Linked DNA regions of Xenopus tropicalis: region 1 is linked to region 2. A link is a contact called in public Hi-C data. All regions are on one chromosome and are shown on one strand. Each heading gives the region's core, a stretch centred on a gene start, on an enhancer-like site or on the middle of the called end of the contact. The rest is flanking DNA. Distances are from core to core; before and after follow the strand shown. Region 1 overlaps lhx2 (LIM/homeobox protein Lhx2). Region 2 holds the start of nr5a1 (nuclear receptor subfamily 5 group A member 1).

The links. Hi-C and Micro-C count contacts between places; a contact is called where the count stands out from the background.
Region 1: a Hi-C map of neurula embryo shows a contact between it and region 2, with 2.0 times the contacts expected there. The contact joins the enhancer-like site here to the promoter of nr5a1 in region 2. A contact is called at or near these places in 3 of 5 Hi-C or Micro-C datasets (brain, gastrula embryo and neurula embryo).

The regions. Positions count from the first base shown.
Region 1 is chr8:29,545,935-29,550,867 of UCB_Xtro_10.0, reverse strand. The region is part of intron 3 of lhx2 (LIM/homeobox protein Lhx2); the gene reads left to right. Among named protein-coding and RNA genes, the nearest start is that of lhx2, 18 kb to the left of the region's middle. Within about 2 kb of position 2,022, at least 1 of the 11 cell types and tissues checked has an H3K27ac peak or open chromatin away from gene starts, as enhancers often do. A contact at or near this core is called in neurula embryo, where this site is marked.
Region 2 is chr8:28,839,973-28,845,479 of UCB_Xtro_10.0, reverse strand. nr5a1 (nuclear receptor subfamily 5 group A member 1) reads right to left here and starts at 2,645. Exons shown (of 6, transcript NM_001145741.1): 1 at 2,544-2,645. The coding sequence starts at 2,645. The region is part of intron 2 of LOC116406769 (a long non-coding RNA gene); the gene reads left to right.

The DNA.
Region 1 (4,933 bases), core at 773-3,272, 710 kb before region 2:
ATGTAACAACAATATTTAGTTACGTGTATCCAGTTTGTGATAAGTAACATGATTCTGCTCAGCACCAAAGCCCTGCACCCAAACTTATTCTCCCCCAGCTCGTCTGGAATATATCGACTTGAATTCGTTGTGATAATGTCTATACGAATATCGGATCCGCAAACACTAGCCTTTCCAATGAAAACTAGGATGTAAAAAAAGACGCTATTGTTTTATATTTTTTTTGTTGTTGCCGTCTGTTTATTGTAGATTCATTGTTTCAAATTTAGAATGGAAATCGGTTTCATTGCGTTCAAATATGAACTTATAATTGGTTTGGGGATGGGAAACAGAAAAACGAACTAAGTTACATTCTGTCTGCAAATCGGTGATCTATATTATTTTATATCATAAAATGAAAGGAAGAAAGAAATCTGTTTCCGATTATGTCCTTCAATTTACTTTTAGCTTAATTACACAATTAGAATGTAGGTTTGGCTGTATGGAGAGAACTATGCTTAAAACTTAGGTTTGAGAGTGAATTCTAACAGTTTTCTCATTACTGATTTCTTCATTGCTGATTCAGAATAACTATATCTATATATTGGTTATCATAAATTACATCTAACTCAAGCGGTGTTGAACGAATGTAGATTCATTCTTTCTTTCTTTCTTTCTTTCTTTCTTTCTTTCTTTCTTTCTTTCTTTCTTTCTTTCTTTCTTTCTTTCTTTCTTTCTTTCTCATTCCTTCCTTCCTTCCTTTCTCATTCCTTCCTTCCTTTCTTTCTCTCTAACCATATTTATCTGTATCTGCTACTGTTTTTGAGATGGCGCAATTTTATCCCAGTGTGAGCACAAACCTAGATTGCATTGAACTCAGAAAGGCAGTAATTCTCTGATTCATATCTTTTTGCTGCGTCATGTGAGTGTTTAACCCTTATACCCCCAGAATGCCCTGGAAGGGATTATCTAGTGGAAGCCCACAGAACTAAAGCCTTCCCGCTTTAGCCCCCCCTCCCCGACTTGTTATTACAAATGCTAAATGGCTCCCATTGTGCCCCTCTAACTGGGCAAGCACTGAAGGCTTAGCTGGGCCAGTTTGGAAGTGGATGGATTTTGACAGGCAGAAAATAGCTCAGAAGGAAAGCAGGACTTCAAAAAGACTCCCCTTCTCCCTATGTGATAATTTCTCCCTTCACTTGGAGCAATTGCCATTTGATTGGCTTTTTTAGGTCAGGAAATCAGTTCTTGGGAGTCTGCTCCCCACAGAAGCACCTGTGATATTTGTTTAGAACTACACCCCTCAGTGAGTTTCATTGCCCCACAGTCCCTACACAGCAAGGGATATTTCATGTATTCATAGATGCCTTTACAGTGGGGGCACCACAGTGTCCCTATACACATTGAGGATGGCAGTTACATTCCTTTGGCTTGTTACAGGGAGGGGGGGGGGTACCCCAGGACTCAGACACAGGAACTGCTACACTTGTAAAGGGACATCTCCCCTAATGGCTAATAACTTTACCAAGAGCATGTTGTCTTACATACACTCTGTGTATGGGAAAATCATCCAATCGCTCTGTTTGTATAATTATATTTGTGTGTAGTTATAACTATTCTATCTATACTTCTCTCCAATTTGACACACACACACACACACACACATATATATATGTGTATATATGTGCATCTTTTTTCATCTTTCTAGTCTGCTATTGTTTTTTTAGTAGTACCTATAATGCACATATGTAGGGCAAATTAATAACCATAACACACCAATGGTATCTTTTTACAATAATTAATCCCGGCCTATTATAGTGGCAAGGAAATGAGCCTTCTGGTTGCTTCATTGTACCCATGGGACAGAAGTCATTTGGGATCTAGATTTGGGTCCTTCAAGCAGGGAGCTAATTCCCAGGGAAAATAAGGTATGGTGGGTATTGAGGGGAGTTTTTGTGTATGAGGACCCTCAGTATTGTGTTGCCTTTAGCTCTCCCCGGGCACTAGGAGATAAAGCGTCCTGCCTAATTCTTGCAGACAATAGATGGTTTAATGTCACAGGAAATGTGCTTCATGCAATTGGTCCCTGAGAGGGGAACCTCCCCCCCCCCCACTGAGTCATTCCCATTTTTGGCGTGGGATGCAGATCCTTCTGTGTTGGGATACCTGAGGGGCCCTCTCAAGTTTTGGTTGGTTTATTTGTAGCATAATAAAAGCATTTGTTTATTTGCGTCAAATGTACTTACATTTGTTTAACATAGGATAGGATTATAAACACACCAGTACATACACCATACACTCATTGAGGAAAAACTTGCAAAAACGAATTAGTTTATCTAGAACTAAACTTAATAGTTTGTTTTTTACTTAAACACACCAGACAATTGTTGGTTAACGATCCAGCGCTGCAAAAAACTGACGCAAGTACATTCGATCAACCCCCCCCCCCCAAAAACATTTTAGAAAAAAATATTCAGTATTCCACCAGGTTAAATTTGTCTGTCTGCAAAGTACTTTTGGTACAGCCAGGGTTCCTATTTGTTTAAATAATAGTGCCGAATATTTATATATTTCTTTGTAAAAAGAAAAAAATAATATAATGAATTTGAAATAAGTAATACTAATATTACACGCTAAAGGATAATGCAAAACAACAGCTAAAAAAGGAAAAAAGAAAAACGTGTTTAATACCAAAATTAAGTAAAATATAAAATCTAAGTAGTTAATAGCCAGAATGAAAGAAAACAAAATCAAGTTGTTTTTAAAACTGCATTTGTCCTGCACAAACTTCTTAAACTCTTTTACGAAACAGACTATCAGGAAAGATATATTCTATAAAATGTAATTATTTCATTAAAAACAGCATTTAATTTTTCCAGTGTGTCAGTATGTCAAGTTTATCATTATAAAAGTTTTAGAGGTAAAGGTCTCAGTGCTATTTGTGTTATGAATTCGTTTACGAAGCCAGTCGTAGATATATTTATTATGGAAAAACTGTATTCTTCTATGTTTAATCTGTTAGTAACAGAAGTGTAAATTTAACCATTTAACCACAATGGTTAATAAACACTCAGACCATGGACGATAGTCACATATTTAATTTTAAACTCACTAAAATGAAAACGCCAATTAAAAATGTGCTTTTTTTCCAGTTGTTGATTTATTGTCCTAAAGCGCTTTTTATTTTTTTTTTTATTGGGAATATAAGTAAATACTCTCACGATAGCGACGTTTGCATAAGAATAAGCTGCCCGCATTTCTAAAACTAGATTAGCCTTAAAATAAGAAAAATCAGTCTTTTAGTAAGTATTGGTGGGGGGGCTTTCTTTTTTGTCCCGAATACAAAAATCTGAAGTGAACAGATAATTGAATAGTCCCAGTGATGTGTGAACAGAGGTCTTTTATTTTTTGCGGCTCACTAGCTCCCCCTAGAGAGATACGAGATTACAGATGAGGAAAACTTTGATTCAAATGTCATGGTTTTACTAAATACTCAAAAATCAACAGAAAATGAGTGAAAATAGAAAAGGAGAACGAAAGGACAGCAATGTTTGCCCTACACTGACAGGCATAATACTGCTGAATTTCAGCAAAACTAATTATCAAAAAAAGTCAGCCCCATTTATCATTTTTCACACTTCTTTTACTTTTCATTTGTATGTATGTATGTATAACTTTATTTATAAAGCGCCACAAGGGTACGCAGCGCTGTACAATCTTACAGAATACAAAATTACACACAGGAAGGACAAGTGATATAATAAATAAATACAATAAATACATATATGTATATATATGTATAAGTGCCATGTGGTATGAGACACAGTGGGAAGGAGGTCCCTGCCCAGTAGAGCTTACAATCATTTATTGTTTGAAATATAGTTTATGGCAGTAATTGTGTTTTGTGGGCTGATCCAATTTATCTCACTTCCTAAGCAGATCATTTGATTGACTTTTGTAGCCCTGCTCAGGATTTTGGAAGAGTCTGGTTCCCAGAGCTGGTTTTAGAGCAGTTGTCCTTGGCCTTCCGACAAGTAGTGGGCTTGGAAAGAAAATGCCATTTCTAAAAGTACAAATGGGCATATTATGACATTATGTATAATAGTTGTTAGTTTAGTATTTATGTCAAGGGAAATTTCAGACAACCACTGCTCCTACTGGATATTGTAGTTTAGAGCAGCTGAAGGGCTGCAAGCCATCTCCCAACTGGACCATATTGTTTTTAAATGTTACCACAAGTTACAGAACTAGAATATAGCTGTTATTTATTCCATTATATAGTAACATTCCAAATATTGCTAAACTCTGTCAGCCAATGGCTGTAGGGAATGGGGTGCCAGAAATTATCTGAATAATGGCAATTGCCACATAAAGACTTAAGGGTAATGTGATAAAACTCACAAAAGTTGCTCCAGGTCTGGTATCCAATAGCAAACAACAATAGCACATTTAAGGGTCCCTTGTTTGAAAGCAAACACCTAATTGGTTGTTTTTAGCTACCAGACTTGGCGCAAACTTTGCAGCGTTTCCTTTTGCAGAGCTCTAATTGCTGCAGTGCTGGCATATTTCATCACTCATATGATCTTTTGTAGTAACATGGTCAAATCTTGCTTTTATCCAGTAACCATAGCAACCAAGGCAGGCATTTGTTTTTTTAGCATATTAAATACACAAGGCTGGTCTACGATAGCTGTTGATTGGTTGCTGTAGGTACTGTATGTGCAGAATTGAGAGATGAAAAATTCAGGGCAGAAATGAATGAAACTGGCACTGAAAAGGCATTAATAAGACTAAAATTACAGATAGGGTTATAGCACAAATGTAACTAGTGTTATATCTAATGTAACACTGGGGGTTCTTATATAGAATCTGTCAGTACAGTGGGGGGACATGTGTTCAAAATGTCTGGTATTGTCAGAGTATGGTAGTTAATAATTGGATCTGTTTACCTTCA
Region 2 (5,507 bases), core at 1,396-3,895:
TCTTTACCCACCCACTTGCTCATTTGCTGCCTACCGCACATAAGTAACCAAAGTTTCATCTGCAAAGAGGGCTGGGAAGGGGAAATAGCCTACAGCAGACTCTGTGGTCTGGGCCCCCTTTGACTACAGGGCTTGCTGTATGGTAGTTTTGCCACTAAATCTGATACTGTATGAGTAAATAGGGTAGATTAACCAAGGTAATGCCATTTGTGAGGATAGTGCACACACCTGGCCACTAGAAGGAGCTGGTGTTGTGGGTCACATGATGTGGTGTGAGGGTGATATGTGGATTTAAGGGATTTTAAAGTCCCTGTTCTGTAAATTGCACCAGAGGAAGGACCCAAGTGGCCCAAACATGTAGTTCTATGAATTTCTAATTAAACAAAAATAAGTACTGCACTGATTGGCTCTGCAGTGGATCGTAGCAGTGTTTATATGAAATCCATGTTCACATTTTGATAAATATGCCCCTAAAATCATATACCAGTAAAGAGGGAGAGGTGGAGTTCTTCTCTGCCAAACAGCGGAAAGCTTTATTTTTGCTAATTAATAAATGTGCTCCACAGACAGAGCTAAATAAAAGAAAGATTTATACGGTGTAGGTTGAGATTTGTAAGTGTAAACAGAGTATGTATAAATAATCTGCAAGATGTACACATACACTTGGGGTATATTTATTTGTTTACCAAAGTGAGAAGAGACCGTTCAGCGGGAGAGAATTCCAAAGCTCTATTCACTTATATACGATCATTCAAAATCTCATCTGGTGAACTGTGGCAAACTGCCTGTTCTCCCCTTTGATAAATATGTCCTTCACATAAAAATACTCTGACATACAGTTGCCATAAAAAATTTCCAAATACTTGTTCTGACCTTGTGTAATTTATGTTTTTTTTTTCTTGAAATAGCCGATCTTGTGTGTTTCCTTCTACTGCGCCTGGCTATTCTGTGCTCATTATGCTGTTGTCCATTTTTGCCCCATAACGACAGAAAGATCTGCCAGACTTTTAGATTGTAAGCTGTAATGCACAGAGCTCCCCCTTACCCAGGTATTGGTCAATATTTGTATATATATATAATCTGTATGATTGATGTAGACACCCTTCTATTGTACAGTGCTGCTAAATATGTTAGGGTTTTATAAATACAGGTATGGGATCTATTATCTGGAATGCTTGGGTTTTTTCAGATAAGGGATCTTTCTGTAATTTGGATCACCAAATTTGAAGGTATGAAAGGGGCCCACTATATTCACTTTCTGAATGCACTCACAGCTCAGAAAACCTAAAATTCATATGAACATTTAAATAAAGTCAATAGGATTGTTTTGCCACCAATATGGACTTCTGCTGATTAGTTGGGATCAAGTACAAGGTAGGTACTGTTTAATTTTTAAAGAGAAAAAAGAAATTATTTTTTAAAAATGAGAATTATTTACGTAAAATTGACTCTATGGGAGATGGCCTTCTCGTAATTTGGAGCTTTCTGGTAATGCGTTTGCCTAATAAAGGGTTCCCATACCTCTACACCTATAAAATATCAGCATATCAAAGATAGACTTCCCATACTTCTGAGCTTACTGGATAAGGAATCCCATACCTGTAATTATTAATAATGATTACAGAATTAAAACACATTCAGTATGTCTTACTCCCCCATGATATAGTATTTGGAGAGTTCCACCTTTGGGGATATTCAGAGTTGTATAATGAAAAGAGTCATAAAAAAAATTGAACAAAAAAAAAAATATATATATATATAGTTAGTTAGTATTTAGGTCAGCACTCATGTATCTAGGTGAAAGCTTGCCTGGGTGCAATCCTTGCTTGTATACAAATAAACACATCAAGGAAGTGATTTGAGTAAAAACGTTTTGGCTTGATCCCTAGCCTTGACAAATAATATATATATATATATATATATATATATATATATATATATATATATATATATATATATATATATATTATGTATGTATATATGTACCTGTGGGTGTGTAATAATCCTGAGGAGTTTGGCACAACAAAGGACTCAAGTAATCATTATTGAAATCATTATTGAAAATGTATTAAATGCTTCATACACCATCAAAAAATGTGTGTGTGTATGTATAAATATATATATATATATATATATATATATATATATATATATATATATATATATATATATATATACAGTATATGTGTGCACATTTGCCTAATAGTTGTCAAATCCCATTTTCACACAAGACCACAACATTCTGAGAGATATCACATTTTTTATTTGTATATGTAAAGCCCTTTCCCTGCTTAACAAAGGGAATCTGCCCCTTGCTTCCAAGCATAGGGCAATAGGATAAGCTTTATGTCGTTCAGATCTGATATATCTTTTATATATGAAATATTTTATAATTTGCCATTTACATTATTCGGGACAGGTTCTCCGAAAAACAACAGCAAGAAAGGCCCTGATTTCTTATCATTAGTAGTATATAACGAACTGTACAGGTGCGACTGGCCGCCAACCCATCCCTATTGTCGCAGCGACCCTTTTCCCCTTACCTTGCAGCTCTCGCAAGTCAACAGTCCATAGTGATATCCGGATACTTTGTCCCCGCACACAGGACACAGCTCGTCCAAATCTTCATCATAATTGTAATCCATCCCCTGACTCTGGCTCCCTGTGTGTGCGACAGATAGAGACAACGGGCCATCAGCTTGTCCGTCCGGCTCCTGCTGCATCATCACTTATTAAAGGGGTACACCCTCATATTCGTCTAAGGCATACATCCCTTGTCAATCACTACTTGTGCAGCTTGGAACAGGGCAAACTATGTGTGTGTGTGTGTATGTATTATACATACATACATACATACATACATACAAACATGGGAATATATATTATACAATCGATTAATAATAAACAACCTCTTCTTTTGTCCTTAAAACATTTTACAAATCAAAGAGAACGTTTTCTTTAATATAAAAAAAATCCCAATTTTCATTTTGGCATTCCAAAGCTTGCTTAATTCAAATTATTCCACGAAACTATCGCCGACGAATGCATTTTAGAAGTGTGTCTATATCATCTACACAGGAGAATCATGTTAAATGCTAAGCTAAATGAAATGCACATTTTCGTCATGTCTGATATGGATTTTTTTTATTTATAGTATGGTTGAAATTTAAAAAAATGAATGTATATATCTAACTATAATAGTAATATGTATATTTTCATCTGTCTGAAATCTGCGTATTTAACCTTTAAATCAAAATCCGAGATAAAATACTAAATCGTTAAGATGCGCAGACGAATGCAATTTCTGAAATGCAGTTTTTACCAAATAGCGCAAACTGATGGACACATATATCCATTAAGTGATACAATGTAAACTGCAAAAATATTTCAATTTGATGGTAGCAAAGTCAATGTTCAATGAACACTTTGTATTCGTCCTGAAGGGAAAGTTGATCTAAATGGAAACCTTGAAATGTATCCATTAAAAAACAATTTAATCTTTGTATGCATACAGTTGATTATATATTTTAGTTTGGCCGAGTGCGGTACAATATAGTGAATCTGTCTTGCATGTGTACATTTATTTATTTCATATAAATAATATATATGCGTTATACTATAATTAGTTTAATTTGTCAGGGTAGGTAGATAAAATTGCCACCCATATCCTGAATTACTGGGTGCTGACTATTCCCCACTGTGACCACTTTAGGAAAGACAAATAACAATAAATAGTGCTTCATTATTAACACCCTGCTGGTATAGAAGTTTGGCATTGCATCCATTTTCGAAATAAAGCAATAATATCCAACGTAATATTATCCAGTCGCATATAAATGTCTGTGTGGGTAGAAGGGTGCCTATAGGTTGTATGCAGTATCTCATATCTGCTATTGCAACACAAAATGAATATGACCAATTGTGTCTAGCTAATCAGTCATATACCAGAGTATATTTATAATTAGTATGCGCTAATAATTATAATAAATGCGTCCACTACAGTAAAGCAAGAAGGCGCTGTTCCTTACCACTGTAATTTGGCAGGTTGTGATGATCTTGGCCAGTTCTGCAGTTCAGCTCCACTTTGGAAAGCATATAAAGGGGGACCAATCTGTTATACAAATCTCTGGCTGCAGTAAGGAACCAACGTGCTGCCTTCTTCTCTCACACCCAGAGACACACCAAGGTTCACCATGTGTATTAGGCTTCAGTTTCCTATTTACACCTTCTGCCTCAATCCGTATTGGAGGAAAGGAGTTTAATGGATATGAGCAGCAACCAGTGCTTGCCTTGGCCCCGCCCACGCTTCGGGACATTTAAACAGCAGTGACAGCCGGTTTCCTATGGGTGTGGGCAGGGAGGGGGCTAGGCTGCTGCGCGGCTGCTGATTGGCTGTGATGCTGGCCAGTAGGGGACGATCTATATTACTCAGTTTGACTTGCGCCGCGGTTAACCCTCGATTCCCAGCTTCCTAGCGCAAAATCTGCGCTTGATTTGGTGCCTATAAAATAGGTTTGATTATGTTCAGCAGTATGAAAGGTGCTCTATGCGTGGTTGCACTTGCAATGCTAAGCTGCCCAGGTTTTTACTTGTAAAATACAGTTTAACAGATGCAGTGAACGCAAAGATGCAGCCAAATCTGTGCAACATACTGGGATGAAATAATACAGGGGTCAGGTTATGATGAGAGCACCTCTTCTGCATAAATAAATGTACATGGGTTTTGTGTTTAAAGGCGCTGGTAAATGAAAAACATTGACTAATGAAATAAAATGTAATTCTATCTTACTTACCAACATACATATATTACATTTTTTTTATTGGTATCAAATTTGTTTGCAAATGTAACAGCAAGTGAAAGCAATATCTGTCTGTCTCTCTTTGTCTCTGCACTCCTGGTTCTGACCCTTCAAACAAAGTAGTAGAATCTGTTATCTTTTCAGTGCATTGAATGCTTCTTCACAGGTCTGTCAGCAGGCTTTTACATTGTTCCAAAAGTCAAAACCACCAGAGAATAGCAAGGGGAAAGACAGACACTGCTTTCAATAGCAGTTACATCTACTAATCTTTTATACAACCTTTTTAACATTTTTAATGGCTGTGTATTGGACAATGGACTAGAATTGTGTTTTCTTTCATTAAACATCGTTTTATTTTAGGGTTTGCATTTGAAGGTATGAAAGGGGCCCACTATATTCACTTTCTGAATGCACTCACAGCTCAGAAAACTCAGAAAGCAGGCAAATAGTACTTTCATTTGTTCTAAATACAAAAAAATAATCCAGCACCATACAAAAAAAACTAAATATATAAAATCCTTGAACATTCCATTAAACGGCTGTAAAAACAGGTTGTTCGCGTTAAAGCGTTTCGGGTGTGATAGGTAACTTTATTACACAAAGTAGAAAGAACAGATGAAATATATTGCTTATCCGTATTATTATATTTCTCCGGTGTTTTATACATTTATGAGAAATGCAGACTAAAGCACAATTAGAGCATTACAA